Linked DNA regions of Sus scrofa: region 1 is linked to region 2. The links are chromatin contacts, called in public Hi-C maps. All regions are on one chromosome and are shown on one strand. Each heading gives the region's core, a stretch centred on a gene start, on an enhancer-like site or on the middle of the called end of the contact. The rest is flanking DNA. Distances are from core to core; before and after follow the strand shown.

Evidence for each region. Hi-C and Micro-C count contacts between places; a contact is called where the count stands out from the background.
Region 1: a Hi-C map of embryonic fibroblasts shows a contact between it and region 2, with 2.5 times the contacts expected there. The contact joins the enhancer-like site here to the promoter of COL12A1 in region 2. A contact is called at or near these places in 1 of 5 promoter capture datasets (liver) and 4 of 47 Hi-C or Micro-C datasets (adipocytes, embryonic fibroblasts and fibroblasts).

What each region holds. Positions count from the first base shown.
Region 1 is chr1:91,112,634-91,117,799 of Sscrofa11.1, reverse strand. No RefSeq gene overlaps it. Among named protein-coding and RNA genes, the nearest start is that of COL12A1, 370 kb to the right of the region's middle. Within about 2 kb of position 3,284, at least 4 of the 83 cell types and tissues checked have an H3K27ac peak or open chromatin away from gene starts, as enhancers often do. A contact at or near this core is called in embryonic fibroblasts, where this site is marked.
Region 2 is chr1:90,742,602-90,747,408 of Sscrofa11.1, reverse strand. It overlaps COL12A1 (collagen alpha-1(XII) chain), which reads right to left and starts at 3,000. Exons shown (of 51, transcript XM_021092374.1): 1 at 2,525-3,000.

The sequences.
Region 1 (5,166 bases), core at 2,035-4,534, 370 kb before region 2:
CTCCTTGAGAGTGATCACAGTGAAAGCCTCAGAATCATGACTAAGAGATCACTCAGAACCAGTCTGATCTTCTTTACAAATTGTTTTCACCCAGCTGCTCTCCCGTTTCTTAAGTCCATGGTTCTTCCTTTTGGTTTCTGTGTATCAGGAATTCTGAAAGAGTGAATGGGAGTCCACTCTGAGTCAGTCTCTCTTGTGGTTGCAGCCAAATGCTGGCTCCAGCTGGAACAGGTGAACAGCTGGTGTCTGTTTTTCTAAAGGCAATCTAAGAGCTTCTCCATTACTTCTCTCCTGGTGGCGTAGCTTGAGCTTCCCTGACACAAGGAACTGAACCGATAACAAAGTAGTTTAGGCCTGCATAAGGAACTACCCAAAATTTAGTGACTTAAAACAAAAAGCATTCATTTGCTCATGAATGATTTCAAATTTCATTAATCTGAAATCTGAGCAGGACTAAGCACAGTGTCAGCTAGCCAGTCAACTGGGGACTGGAGAGTTTCTTCAAGATGGTGTATTCACTCAGCTAACACTTTGATAGAGACTATTGGTTGATAACTCAGCTATGATTATGAATGAAGCCCCATGTCAGCCTTTTCATAGGTTTCTTGGCCTTCCTCACAATATGGTATTTGGATTCCATGAGCACAAGACCCCTAAGAACAAGGGCGTTTATGAAATTTTTTAATCCAACATTAGAAATCACATAGCATCAACACCACCACATTCTATTAGTTATTAGTTTGGCCACAAACATGCCAAAATTCAAAAGAAAAAATTAAGCACTGCCTCTTGATGAGCTCATGGGAAGTGTCTAAAAAAGACATGTGGAATAGATAATTTTTCTAAGGACATTTTTGGAAAATTATCTTCTCCAGAATATTCCTAAGAATAAGGAATACCTTATCTGAAAACTATGGGACTAGATACATTTAAAAATAAGAATTTTTATAACTTTTAGAAAGCTAATATGGTATATGTAATGTTTGCTATATAAAATCCCCAGTAGATCCAGGGAAGTAACTATAAATAAGAATATTAATACTTTTCCAATGCAAATTATTCTAAGTAACTACAGATTACCATGACACTATGTCAATTCAGATCATGTTTTGCCACCATATGTTTACACATGTTTACAAATCAAAACCAAACCCTTATTTTCAGAGTTTGTGGGGTTTGGTATTTCTAAATAAGTGATTATACAAAAAAATATAATGTTTAGGAAAATATTAATATATAATATATATTTATTTAATATATATTTTTAGAAACTACATTTCTTTTTTTAGTTATTTATTTTTAGGTCATGAATCCTTCAAAGAGTAGTACCAGTTCATAATTTTTATATCTTACTGTGTGATACACTGAAAGCAAAACACTAATTTAACATCTCAAGATTTCTAAGATGTGGGGGGGGAGTGTCCAAAATCATGTTGACAACATCCACAAAAAAGTGTCTTCTATCTAGAAATAATAAAGAATATGAATAAAAAGCAATGGTGTTAGAGGAAAGTAGAGCTTTTCCATCATCACCAGTTGACTGTTTACTCAGCAACATGAATGCATTTTAGAGGAAGCTCTGAGCCATTTGTTATCAGCAATGCTGAGAGACCATTGTTCCTTCATGATTTAACACATTTGAATATTTACCATGAACAGTTATCAATGAAAATTTAATATTAATTAATTAATGGATAAAATTCCAGATTTCCTCTATTGCCCCAGAGGTTCATTCTCTAACAGTGATCTTCAGTCTTAGCTTAAACTAGGCATTGATGCTAATGCCCAAACTTCTAGCATCTGGCCAAAATGTATATTTGGTTACCTCTTTAAACAGTTCTAATCTATAAAAACTTCGACTCATCCATTAAAAAAAATCTTGACTACAAAAGCAAAATTAAGAATTAATTAAATACTGCTTTAACATTTTTATTTTTTCAAAAGCATGATATTATAGTATCCTTATGTTTTATGTTATCTTATTATTTTTATGTTTAACATGTTTATATCCTTTTATTATGTTTTATACGTGTATATGTTTCCTTTAGATAATTAAGAAGATAACAGAATGAATTTTTAAGGCCTGGAGTATTTTTATGTAGTTAATCCAAACTCATTTTATACATGAGGCAAGCAAAGCATAAAGCCACTTGCTGATTTGCCCACGCAAGTTTCTATCATTGTTATAAAAATTTTCTCTAGTATATTTTTCTCAATAAACCATTCAAAGTAAACTAAGTTAAATGTTTTCACAATAAAAGATAGTAAAAGCTTTGTCCTGTCTTCCACATTTCCAAAAACAAAAAAAAGAGAGAGAGAATTTCTTTCACAACTTTTCAACAAAAACTTTAACACTTTTTGATCAAATAATTAATAATATGCATAGTTTTCCTGAAAAAAAATAAGTTATTTCTCAGGTGATACTGTAATAACAAAGTGAAACTAAGAAAGAAGCATCTGAATAAAATATTGAATGTTTGAACTTTAAAGTGTATTGACTAAATAGTACATAAAAGACTTTTAGTTTCTGTTTTTTTCCCAAAAGGAACCTATAGGATTTGTGCAGTTTGGATCTGACATACAATTCAACAGAGTATGAGTACAAGCCAAATTACATTTATTCTTTCTTTTCTTGAAATCTAATTGTGAAAATTTGTACACACTTAACACCCTGGATGAAAGCTTTTTGGGTGGTGAATACTACTTGACTCTCATTTTGATTACATTTCTAATGTACCTGCTTTCAAAATTTATAATAACCCAATCCAGTTTCAACATTTTTTTCCAGAAAGGCTTTTATACTCTATATTTTTTATAAACTATAAACTATAAGTCATGTACTCACCTTCCTAAACTTGATTTCCTCTTTTCCCACTACTTCATTTCTCAGAAAGAGAAAATAAAACTGATGTGACACTTTAATATTAACCTCAGCTATGTCGGCAAGAGTGTAGTAATGTGATTTTTGTTTTGAGGTTTCTTTTTTTTCCATTTGGAATGTGGAACGTTAGTTCATGCCTCAATTTTGTCCAGACTTAAATGCCCCTTCTCTATTTTATATGTCTTGTAAGGACCCACAGAGTCTGAGAATGTGACGGAGGAGGCTTCCACGTCTGAGAATGTGACAGGGAACAGATGATATCTATTTTTAAATCTTCAAAATGCTTATAGTAGCCAAAGCCTGGAAACTAGAAGTGAATTATATCATTGTTGGCCTTCACCTAACACCCACTTATCCTTTCCCACTTGTGGCCACTTGGATACTGTCTTGCCATTTCTGTGCTTCCTGCAATGTCGTCAGAGGCCACCATCACTTCCTCATTCATTCTCTGACCACTTGCTAGCACAATACTCTGACTAAATGATAACCTAGTGGCTGGAAAGAGTTATGATAGATTTCTAAAGGCCAAACTAAATTCCATTCAGTAAAGTCACTGAATGGTGTCTTTGTGAGTTAGAATAGTTATACAACAGCCATAGGAATGAAGACTAATGAAATCTAATAGAGTAGAAGACTGGAGCCTCACCCTTTGGAGAGGTAAGCTTTTACCCCTTTAAATGACACTGATGCATGAGAAATAAACTGAATATATTACAACGACTCCTTTTCTAGATGTATTCCCAGTGGATTCCTCATCCAAAATTCAGTCTAACTAAATATGTGTTTACTGAACACTTTTTACACAAAAGACTCTGTGCTTAGCAACTTTTCTCTGTCAGACTCTATAAGAAGAAAGGGATACCATGCATTCTCCTTACTGGGATCTTAGTTTAATAAGGAAAACAGACACAGACAACACTATGAGACACTGACAACACTATGAGAAAAGGGCTGTATTGGGAACATGACCAGAATGAGCTCAGACCCCAAAAGGAGGTGCCAATCCAGGCTGAAGATCAAAGCGGATACTTTCAGGAGTTCCCTCCATGGCTCAGTGGTTTACAGACCCGACTAGTATCCATGAGGACGTGGGTTCAATCCCTGGCCTTGCTCAGTGGATTAATCTGGTGTTGCCATGAGCTGTCGCGTAGGTCACAACGAGGCTCCAATCGCAAGTGGCTGTGGCTGTGGTGTAGGCTGGCTCTGATTTGACCCCTAGCCTGGGAACCTCCATATGCTGCAGGTGCAGCCCTGAAAAATGACAAAAAAAAGTGAATACTTTCAAAAGAAATGCTTGGTAGATAACAATGGGTGGATGACAAAAGGAGCGTGAGATAAGAATATTTTAGGCAAGAGAAACAACACAGATGAAGGTATTTAACAAAGCATGGTACTCTAAGGAACCACAAATTGTTTGGTGTGCTAGGAGTACATAAGAAGGTGTGAGATGAAAGGAGCTAGGGAGATAATATCACAGAATAATATTTTGAAGGATTCTTGTATTACCAGTCTAATAGTAATAGTAATAATACTACTAATAATATTTTTTTTATTACAGGCAATGAGGAGCCATTGAATTAGTGAATCACTTAACCAGGGAAAAGAAGAGACTTTCATTTAAAAAATAATTTCTGGAAGCAGTATGAGGGGTAAGTTAAAGTTGTAAACTAAAGCAATGGTTGTGGAAATGAGAAAAGTTTAGAAGTTGTTTAGAAGGGCTATATCAGCCTTGATACAATGTAATTGGAAAAAGAAGCAAGTTAGGGAGGAGAATAATAAAGGCAAGTCAGGGAGTGTTTGGGGGGGGGTTGCTTGCTTTTGAGGGCCACACCCAAGGCATAAGGTTAAGGGTCAGCTTGGAGCTGCAGCTGCCAGCCTACACCACAGCCACAGCAACATCATATCCGAGCCATGTCTGCGACATATACCACAGCTCACTGCAACACCAGATCCTTAACCCATTGAGTGAGGCCAGGGATCAAACCTGCAACCACATGGTTACTGGGCAGATTCCTTTCCACTGCACCCAAATAGGAACTCATAGGGAGGGTTCTGATGAAAGTAACTTTGAGATACCTGAAAGACATCCAGGAGACGGTGACAGTAATTAATTATACATGTATATGCCAATAATGAAGCTCAGGGAAGTGTTGTGGACTAGAAAGTGATATCATGGGCTATTGAACATAACTCGCACTTCATCAAAATATCTGAAAGATAAACAAAGCACCGGTAAGTGAGTAGTTAACCCAAGGATGCTCCTTTCCCGAGACTTTCACTGATGA
Region 2 (4,807 bases), core at 1,751-4,250:
CTTTCGTGGTCTCCGGGTAATTTGGAAAAGTATAATAAACCTCTCTTACTCTCTTTTTTCCTCATTTTGTTCTGCCTACAAATATGCAGTTCTTGAAGGTCTAAAACGAAGTATACAGAAATATGCAGGGCCCAAGCAAAATTTTACTCTCCTACTAGCTGTATAGCCTTCACATCTGATAAATCTTTTATTCAAGATGAGGAAAAAACATAATACATAATAAAAAGGGACAAGCAAGAGAAGAGACAAAATATTTTGTTTTCCCAACACTTTTTTTTTTTAAATTCTCAGTAATTTTTCTTTTAACTGTTCATTTTTTTCCAGAAGGTTACAGGTTTATATGCTCCAGAGGAGAATATATTCTACTCTCATTTTTATTGATTCTGTAACTAGGTTATTAATTCCTTAAAGACAAAAAGTCTTATTCATCTTTTGTGGCTCCCAGAACACAGTAGGTGCCTAATCAGTGCCGTGTCCGTAGTAGGGAATCTTCTAAAATATTCTAAGGTCCAATTCAGAGACAAAAGCTACTAGCAATGAACTTATAAGTAGGAAGCTGCCAGAGTCAAAAAAAAAAAAAAAAAAGAGTTGACTCTGAGGTATAGAAATTATCAGATGGCAACAAACTGGTCCTGTGAAAAACGAAGTCATGCTTAGGAATACAAAAATGAGCCAAAGGTCGAGCCCTCTTTGAGAAAAGAAACTGACAAGCTCCAACCATGGTTTTCCAAATTATTGGCACAGCATATCAGGGCAGCTTTCCTGGGCCTGAGTGTAAATTGCATTTTAAATGTCCGATGAACAGCCGTGCCAAATTGCCCGGAGCTCCTTTTTATGAAGCCAAGATTAAAATTTTGTCGCTGCTCTGGGGATCCAAGGGCTCTAGCAATTTCTTTCTTCCTAATTAGCAACTGTTTGACATTCTAACCCTTCCTTTTCTACATCAGTGAAAAGCAAGAGGTGAGACTGGCCCATTGTTCCCGTCGTCTGGCCTTAACTTTGCGATAATCATTTCCAACTTAGTTGGCAGTCGTGCTCATGAAAAGTTAAAGGCTGACAGTCGACCCACCGAAAAGCTGTGTGCAGATTTTTTTTTTTAACCGCTGTATTCTCTACAAAAACCGGAGTCGTGGAAGGGCTAGTGTCTGGGTCTAGAGCGCCACCTATCGGCTTCCTGACGCAGCGGCACAATGAATCGTTTCTCTACCGGGTTCTGAACGCAATTAGTTCAGCCAGCCAGCCAGGCATTCAGTCCATAAGCTTTTAAAACGAGGCAAGCGGGGGGAAGCTTTCTCTCCGTTTAGCCAAAACATTTGTCTGAATGTTTAGCAACACTTCATTGCGCATTCTCAGACGTGAAGTTTAAAGCTGCCGTCCCTACATAGCAGCGAGGATTCCCTCAGTTCACCCTCATGAATGAAAATGAGTCTGTTGCGGGGGAGCGGGGGTAGGCTTAAGGAACTGATCGCCTTCGGCCGACTCTTCCCCTCCCCCACCCCGCTGGATGAGGCCGAGTCCTTTCACTCCCGCGTAGAGTTAAAGGAAATTACATCCCCACCCCCACCCCGCAGGGGTCCTTCCAGATCTCCTGCGCTACCCACAGCGACCTCGACAACAGTTACCCCAGGGCGACTTTAGCCCTCATTTCCTTTCTTGTCCTCCCCAGCGCTGTAGGTCTTTAGAAGGCCACAGAGTCCAGGTTGATGTGGCGGAAGGGGGGTCCCGGATAATCCCAAAAAGGTCACCTGCCGCCTCTGCGGGTGTCTGATTCCGGCCTCTGCCGGCATGCCTCTTCTGCTCCCTGGCTACGGGTGCCCGCTCGGTAAATAAGCCCAGAGCCCACACTTTCCCATCCCTACACTCTCTAGGATATGGGATGGAGGTTCCAGGACCCTGAGTAGGGCCTCCACCAATGCACTCCCGAATAGATCGGGAGGGGAAGCTGTCTCCAGAAGCTGGGTAAAGCTGGACAAAGCCGAGTCCTCGAGATCTGAACTCACCCAACATCTCTGATGCTTTGAAAAGCAGAGGAAGAAGCCAGGACCCTCGCCCAGGAATCTGTCTCGAGATGCCACATACATCCGCGCAGCCTTGAGGAGCGGCGGAGCACTCAGCCTGCTCTCCAAAGAATTCCGAACCCTGTGTCACTGAAATACCTTCCCTGCGCGCAGGCTGGACCACGGCAATCTCGAGGCCATGAGGGAAGCCGGTCACACAACCCCGCGCAAACTTTATCAAGTTCAATGAAGCATCTCTAGCCGAAATCCCTCTACACTGGAACATGGAACATTTATGCACGCACAGCCACCCTGCGCTCTTAAGAAAACCTGTATTCTTCCTACCTAAAAGATATAAATGAATCGCAAAATCTCAGTATATCCGGCACATCTTCACTCTCAAAAGTCCCAAAGGCCCCCGCTCGGGATCCTTCATGGATTAGAGCAGAGCAAGGACCAGGCTCGAAGCAAGTCGCCCTAGTTATCTTTGGAAGGGCTGGGGTGAGGGGGCTAGAAGCCAGACCGACCTGAGGCGGTGGTGACCTAGGCAGCAGCGGCTACAGCGGTTTCCCGGCGTCGTAGAAGTTGGCGCTCGGTGTGACCTCCGCCCGCCCAGCAATTGGTGCTGCTCTCCAGGCGCACCTGGCGGCTGCCGGGAGGTGGCAGCGGCAGAGCCACCGGGGAGGAGGAGGCGAATGAGGATCCCAGTCCGAGCGGCAGGCGCGGCAGGACAGGCGGAGACGGCCCGGACCGCAGCTGCCGGCGAGCGGACGCGTCTGGGAAGGCTCGCCTTCGTCGAGTGGGAAGAGGCTCCGCGACGCGGGCTACTTAATAGAGGGCTGTTCCCAACTCTCAGTTTACTCGGTTACGAAACGCCTGAGAAGGTGGACGGCTGCCACGGGGTGATGTATGCTCCTCCGGCGGTGAAGGAGGTCTACTTTAGGGAACGTGTGCATACTTCGAACATTCCTTCTGCGTGAGGTGGCGATCGCCGTAGTAGCTGTGCCCCGCCAGGGAGGGGGGGAGGGGGCCGAAAAGGGGGAGGAGGAAGCGGGGAGGGGGATAGCCGCAGACGGGTTCTCTGCCAAGGGAAGCCACTCACTCCTCCGCTTGGGGCGGGCTGGGGAGGTCGGGTTTCCCTATCTGTGCGGATTTTCCTTAATAGATTTATTTTTGTAATTTAAGGACAATGGGAGGGACGTAGGCGACTCTCATTTTCAAAACTGCAAGAATGTGACCGACCCCACCCCATCCTAACCCGATCCCCCATCATCACCACCTACACCTTCCTCCCCCTCCGTCCTGGGTGCACTTAAAACCGATTTACAGGGTTTCCATTAACTAACTGTCTGCGCACGCGGCGCGCCTTCTGTCTTTTTCAGTCTCCGGCGATTGGAAACCCGGACGGCCGCCTGCGCGGGACTCAGCTAGGGGATGGCTTTCCCATTACTGTTTCTCCCCTTGGGGCTTCGGGAAGGAACTGGGAGGCTTCATTTGAGCCGAGGGAAGAGAGCAAGGAAGGGTAGGAAACCTAGGGATCCTCAGAACTTGAAGCCTCTCAAAAACAAGTTCCGGCCACCCTAGAAATTTCTCCCTAGGGCTGGAACAAACCCGGTTCCAAATAGAGGCTTCAGACAGAAAGCTTAGCGCTTAACCACCCCTGCCCCACGGTCAAGCCGACAGAGGGGGAAAAAGTTTTCCCCCACCCCAACTGCTGGGAGCTGTAGGTTAAAGGTGCGGCGGATGTCCTGCCTGCACCGTCTCCAGGTTTTGCCGCCCCTTCCCCGCTCTGCTCCACCCCTTGGCCCCCAGCGGGGAGCCTGGCACCTAGAGCTGCTAGGCGCACGAGAGGAAGCGCGGGTTTCTTATACTGTGGCATCAGAAAAGGACTTCAGGAAAGGTTCTGATTACAACCTTCTGTTGCTCTTGGAGCCAACCCTGCGCCTTTGGGCTTCTCAAAGCCCAGGCGTTACTCCTGCAAGTTTAAGCTTCCGGGAGTGGAGGAGGGGGCGCAGAAGAGAACGCGGGAGGGGCATTCCTGGAATTAACCGCCCAAAATAGAAGTGGTGTATACAGTGTAAAGCTCTCTTCCCTGTTTGATTTGGCTTCTGCTAATTCGGCCTTCCCTCCATCAAGCGTGATAGACCCCGAACTTGCCTTTAGAATGAAAAGAACTTGCAGGGCGGTCCCCTGCACCCCGACCCACGCACTGGCTGCCCAGCGAAAGTGGGAGAAAGCCGGAGACCAGACTGGAGGGAGAGAATGGAGGAAACTGGGAATCACCACCTCCGCACATTCCCCGCGTACACACGGCCCACGCGAAGTCCAGCCGGGAGCTCACACAAAGAGCCCAAACGCACACAGCGCACAGGGCTTTTCCCCGTCAAACTCTCACAACCTGGGTGTCTGGCACAAACATTCCTCACTCCGCCACCACCAGCGCCCAGAGCGTGAACAACACGACCTGCATGCCCCAGCGTCCGGCGATCACCTGGGTACCACTGAGCCCTATCCCCCGCCTACGGACAGCCTTCACCCGCACTCTCACTCAACTCCTTCTCTCGGACGCACATGGGCGGGTGACAGCCTAGGGGACAGAACAGGGGAGCAGAGAAGTCCCAGCAGCCGCTGTCCAGACCCCGCGCAAGGAGCGCTGCGCCTCGGCCTGGAACCGCCAGGGACGCCCCAGGGGAAACCCACACCTCAGTCTAGAAAAGGAAAACTGCTGCCTTTTGCACATCAACCCAGGCTGGCTGGAGTTTGCATTTTCCCCAAGTGGGGTGGGGGTTGTGTGCGTGTGTGTGTGTGTG